Regions from separate parts of the Anas platyrhynchos genome. Here region 2 is linked to region 1. A link is a contact called in public Hi-C data. All regions are on one chromosome and are shown on one strand. The core of a region is the stretch at or near the end of the contact, and the rest is flanking DNA. Distances in the headings are between cores, read along the strand shown.

Evidence for each region. Hi-C and Micro-C count contacts between places; a contact is called where the count stands out from the background.
Region 2: a contact with region 1 is called in a Hi-C map of subcutaneous adipose tissue, with 1.8 times the contacts expected there. The contact joins two enhancer-like sites. A contact is called at or near these places in 3 of 8 Hi-C or Micro-C datasets (liver, skeletal muscle and subcutaneous adipose tissue).

What each region holds. Positions count from the first base shown.
Region 1 is chr6:16,127,492-16,130,275 of IASCAAS_PekinDuck_T2T, reverse strand. The region is part of intron 2 of ZMIZ1 (zinc finger MIZ-type containing 1); the gene reads left to right. Among named protein-coding and RNA genes, the nearest start is that of ZMIZ1, 65 kb to the left of the region's middle. Within about 2 kb of position 1,390, at least 5 of the 8 cell types and tissues checked have an H3K27ac peak or open chromatin away from gene starts, as enhancers often do. A contact at or near this core is called in subcutaneous adipose tissue, where this site is marked.
Region 2 is chr6:16,170,551-16,173,443 of IASCAAS_PekinDuck_T2T, reverse strand. All of the region lies in intron 1 of ZMIZ1 (zinc finger MIZ-type containing 1), which reads left to right. Among named protein-coding and RNA genes, the nearest start is that of ZMIZ1, 22 kb to the left of the region's middle. Within about 2 kb of position 1,488, at least 2 of the 8 cell types and tissues checked have an H3K27ac peak or open chromatin away from gene starts, as enhancers often do. A contact at or near this core is called in subcutaneous adipose tissue, where this site is marked.

The DNA of each region.
Region 1 (2,784 bases), core at 141-2,640:
AGGCTGCGTGCACCGACGTACACGAGCTGGTCTGAGTTGTTTGTCAGTACTTCTGCAGGTGAATGTGAATTTAAGCTTGCTTTTAAAATGTAAAAAATTTATGTTTTAATAAAATACATGTCATGTCCTTTACTCCTCAACAGAAGTTCAAATACCTGCTTGGGTGAAGGCTAACATTGCTGCATAGATAAGCCACTTTAAGATATGGACATCCCAACTTGGTAACATACTGTATATGAGCTGAACAGATTTACAAAAGAATAATAAAAAAGAAGGGGGGACTTATTTGTGCTGTGCACTGCATTAGCAAAAAATAAAAAAAAAAAAAGATCCGCAGATTTTCAGCTGTCCATCACACAAGCACATCAAAGGATCAGTTGTTTATTCTTTGGTATCTCTGGGTGGCTGTGACAGATCGTCAGGCAACCCTTTCTGTTATAACACAGACCAGATGTGAACCATTTTACAGAAAATACTGGAGAAGTTACTTTTTGTAATCAGTGGTAGCAGGGCCACACAGACTTCAGCTGTACTTTCAAGTCTCCTTCTCTCTCTTTCTTCAGCTGAATACCACGAGGGTACTAGCTGAAAGACTGATAACTTCTACCTAGCAGAAAGGTCTCACAAGCTTTATGCAGTATGGCAGAGTGATGATTTTCCTGAGTACTGAAACAAAACATGCACATGGAGAACAGAGATATCCACAGCAGCAGACTTAGACATATGCTCATAAAGTAATGTGGATATTGAAACTTACATAAGCATAACCATACACCCACACAACTTACAAGACTAGACTTATTTTCAGCTGTCTTATTATCAAAATTGCAATTTATATAACATTATGTGAGTTAAAGGAATTCATGAAGCAGAATTCCAGAATTGTTTGAACTTTCCTGTTTCTATAAACTTTCACTCTTTTCATCTTCAGGCTTGTTTCCATCGTAGCAAGCAGAGCAGTAACTCAGCCTGCGTAAGAAGTATCTTGTGAAAAGCACTGGAACTTGGAAGCACTGCAGAAAGCTGTTTTAGCACTTACTGTTAAGCTAATTACAGAACGTTTCCTTTAGACCCAGTCACTCATAAGGCTGCTGGCAGCCCCCCACTGAGCACCCCGTGAGGAGCTCCGCACGCTGCTGTCCAGTGCTGCCCAGGCTGCGCCGAGCAGCAGGGCCGGCCTGCCCAAAGCAGCAGAGGTGCAGGCCTCAGCCCCAGGCAGTTTGCTTTCCTGGACTGGAAACAAGTCCATTTTGTGGGAGGAGCACGATGCAGTTATTCCCAAAGACTACGAGCGTTAATCTCTTCACGTGGCTTTGTGAACCTGGGCTGGGTTCTTTATTTGTGTACGGCTCTGTTAGGCAAAACGGTGGCGCGGTTGCTGCGAGCATGCGCGTGGGTGTTCGTGCTCAGGGCTCAGCCTCTCCAGAGGTGCATGCAGGAGCTGGGACCAGTGTGACATTTGTGTGCCTTGCTGGGTCTTGCAGGCAAGCTCCATCCTCCTGGGACTAACTGCAGCCATGGTTTTATTTTCCCTGCTCAGGCCTAAGGGGTTTGTGTCACACACTTAAAACTGGAACGTGGCTTTGGTCAAAGATCGCCGTCCTAAGCTGTGACATTTGGGTGCGTTGCAGCTCCGGCTGAATAAAACCCGCTGCCTTCCCTTGTTCGAGCACTGCGAAGTTAGCTGGGTGTTTGAGTATAAAGGAGTTCACCATTATAAAACCGGGCAATCTGCAGAGAATGAGGAAGCTGAGCGCGAGCCTGCAAGCACAGCTTGTGTACATATTTGTTGAAAGCTAATTGGCAACGCAGTTGCCTTTCAAAGTTGTTCTTTCACCTATCAGTAGAGCACAACTCTGGTACTTAATGTACTGTAGATTACGTAAACACTACCCTGAAATATTTGTACAGGCAATTAACTCTTGTTTTTACACTACTTGGAGTTACAAATGGAATCTTGCTGCAGAGCTTGGAATACTTCTGTTCTGAGCTATATTTCATAATTAAATTAAATAATACTTTCGTCCAACTGGCGAGCATTGAGAAAAACAAGGGGTTGGTTATGCTGCGAGGAGCTGACAGTCTTTAAAATTCAGTATCCAAGAAACACTGACACAGTTTGTACCACATTGTTGAGGAAAAACGTTATTCACGAGAATTTTATCTGGAACAAATGCCTGCCTCCTGTTGGGTTGTGGTGTTTGAGGACTGCAAATGCTTATATAAGTAACGTTGGTCTGTATTTTCTATGGTTTCTGATGGAGCAGCTCAAGGCATGCACGCGGCATAGGATAGTTGTTATCAGTTGTGCTGGTCTCATCTAGCATGGTGTTGATCACTCTGAGGATACGTAGACACATTTATTTTTTTTTCCTTCTTTCTCTTCTCAGACTTGGTTATCTTACAGATATTTTTGTCCCTGATGGAATTAAGTCAGAGCTCTACAATTTGTGCCGAATAATAAATCTACTAAAATGTAACCAATTGGTAACAACAGTCTCAAAGCTAGTTCTTCATCCTCTACAGTTTATTCACAAGTACTTGACCTAATACGACCATGAACTTGAATAAAATGTTAATAGATTTTATTGCGGTTCCTAGAGTGACTTGCTGCCATGATAATAAACCAACATTTATAACACCAATGGCTGTAGCACATTGGTGCTTAACAGAAGTGTAGATAATTTGCTCCCTGAAGGTGTGGTGAGGGACTGCTTAAATTAGTTCAGCAGTACTTTACATATAATCAAACAGGCTGAAGGAGGTAGAAAATAAAACTAAATG
Region 2 (2,893 bases), core at 239-2,738, 43 kb before region 1:
CTGCCCAGCATCAGTTTTGAAACCCCAGCTCAATTAATTGACTGCTTTCTACTCGGAGATGAGGTTTAAGAGGGCAGAGTACAAAATGCAGGAGCAAGTGTGCAATCAGGCTGGGTTTACCCCCAAACTGTTGTAATGAATGGTAGTTTTGCCAGGTCATATGACGGAGTCAGCTGACTTTAATGGTGTTTTTAAGTGAGTGTTAGAGGAAGCATTAGGCTTCTGTTTCCTCATTGCTGTTGCTGTGTTTTTACCGTATTAGAGTCTTAATGTTTTTATTTTTTCCACAAACAAGATGACCTTGGCCGTCAGTGACCTGCTTGTAGTCTCTGGCATGGCAGTGGTGCGGTGGGGGCACTCCTCACACCCGTCCAGTATTGCCACGCTGGGGTAGGAGGTACCCCACACCAGCTGTGAGGAGGGAGGGATTGGAAGAGCCATCCAGGAGGAACAGAGTGCTAGTTTCAGGGGCCTGATGCTATGGCAGAGGGGACAAGCAGCTGGTCCCCCACTTGGGTGCATTTTGCTGTACAGCTGGAAGCCAAGTGGGTTTGCTCCAGTGGGGAAAAGCCAGCCCTGGCACCCCCGTAACTGCAGGGTGCAGACAGGCAAAGGGGCTGCCTCAGGTGCCTTCCAGCAAACAAATGGTTAAATGTGGGCCTGTGTCTTCTATATATGAAAAAGACGTAAATAAGTAGCGCCAGGCCTTGCTGACCCACATCGCGATTGCTGGCCAGAGAAATACTCGGCGTGCTTGGGCTGCACATACTTGGCGCTGTGCTCTGCCTCTGTGTGTTGCAGCTGCCGTGCTGCAGTTGCAAGCTTAATGAATAAAACTGACGTACAGAGCTCTTAGGTGTAGGTTTATTTTTATTTTTTGCTGTTTTTTGTGGAGTAAGGAAGAAATTAGTTGTGCCTTTTTAATCTGGGATTGCCATGCAAAGAGGGTTTGTATGAGAACTGCAGTAGTAATCAGTAAACTGGTGCCTTGGGAAGAGTGCCTGACTCTGAAGTTACTTTGTCTGTTTTCCCTCTGTGTAGACTGTGATGGGTGCATGGGTGGGTAAAAAAAAAAAAAATAAAAAAAAAAAAATCCTTGTGTGTGTCCGTGGGTCCTGCTCTTGCCTGTGCTGTTGGCTGCGAGGCTGTGAGCATGCGAGCAGCAATTTTATTTACGTTGGTCTGCTTTCAGCCTGTCACAGTAGATCTGTTTCACTTGTCGCTTTGTAAATCATTACATAGGATTAGACCTTTTACCATCTTTTAAGAATTCTGCAGTCATTTAAAGACTTTCCCCCTGCCTGGCTCAGCCGAGCGGCGGCGTTCCTCCTTGCAGAAACGACGCTGTGCGTGATGAGGAGGAAATGCTCCCTGGAAGGCGACCGACATTTTCAAAAGTGCTGTTCCACAAAGGAGACTTTGAACTGTGCTAAGCCTTTAAAAGTTGAATAATATTTTGAATGTTACTGTTCTAATGTTTTCCTATTGTCATGGGAGACTTGGATCGAGTCCCAGGGTTGTGGTTAACTTTGCCTCCAACTCTAAGGCCTTATTTATTACTGCTGAGGAGATGAACTTAAAGCTATTTCAGTCCTTTCTTCTTCAGCTCTTAAAATCAGTCTTAAGGTGTTCTGAGATTCTTTTTCTTAAACAAAAAAAGCTGAAAGGTGGCTGATTTTTTTTCTAACTGAGGGATCGTGGCGAGGTGCTACCTCCACGTGCTGCCAGGGTTGTTGCCTCATGCTGTGTAATGGCTGCGCCTGGCACAATCCCTGGGGCATTTGGGAATACGAGTAATAAGGTAGTTAGAAACACCATATGGGAAGAATGGACGTGGTATACGGAGGCTAAAATTAGGCCCACCCAAGTTAAAGGTATGCGTTTTTCCCACATACTGCTTTTAGTAACAACTTCAGTGTCCAGAGGCACAGGGCAGGTACACTGTTGTTGCTGTAGGAGAAAACAGGACTGACTGAGGCCTAGGTCTGGCACAGCTGGAAATGCCTCAGCTGGGCAAGTGTTGTTTGTCCAGTGTTCAGTGCTCTTGATTCTTCAGAGCTGTAGTTGTAAACTCTTCTGTGTTTATCTGACAAATGAAATACGAAAAATCTGTAGACTACAGGTGAGGAGGTTGCAGTGATGTTCAAAGAAGTAGGGATTTACTTGACAAAGGATACAACCCACATTTGTGGTTTCCTTTAAAGTCAGGTGGGTCCTCTTCCATCTCATGGCCTATTGAAGGTACGGTTAGAGCATCAATTTCAGTGGGATGAAGTTTTTTTGCGAAATCAAATGGATGAATACTTTAAGGACACAGGCTCTGTAAGTTCTCAGAAAACTGACTGAAGTATAAGAAGTAAATTCATCAACCTCCTCTGTGTTGGTCAAATCAGGACTTTCGTTACTATGTCCCTCTCTTGCACTGCCCTGTGCTTTTATTTGGCATAAGGTATGATTTATTTGACATGGGATAATCTGCATGTGGTTGCCATGACGGTATTTGAACTTCTGCTTTGAGGATGCAGGGTCTAAGGCTTCCATTGGTTGGTGAAGTCTCCAAGGGCTCATTTTCCATTTATATATACTTCCTGTCCATCCCCAGGAGCCTAATTATTAATGCAATAATATGTAATAATGGCTTATCAGACAAGATTGTTGGTGTAACTCGCTTTTGCCATACGTCAATTGTATGTTAAAAGCATTTGTTGGTTTAAATTGCAAGCTCAGTATGCTTCTTTACTGAATAACGATTCCTTGTAGGCTTCTGAAGGAATAGAAATCCTTTTCTATTTAGCGATGTTAAGGGTGTGCTAAATGCAAAATAAAGGTGGTTTCATAGTTAGGTTTTTGGCCCAGGTAAAAAATGTAATAAATTAAGCATGAGGCAGAGGAA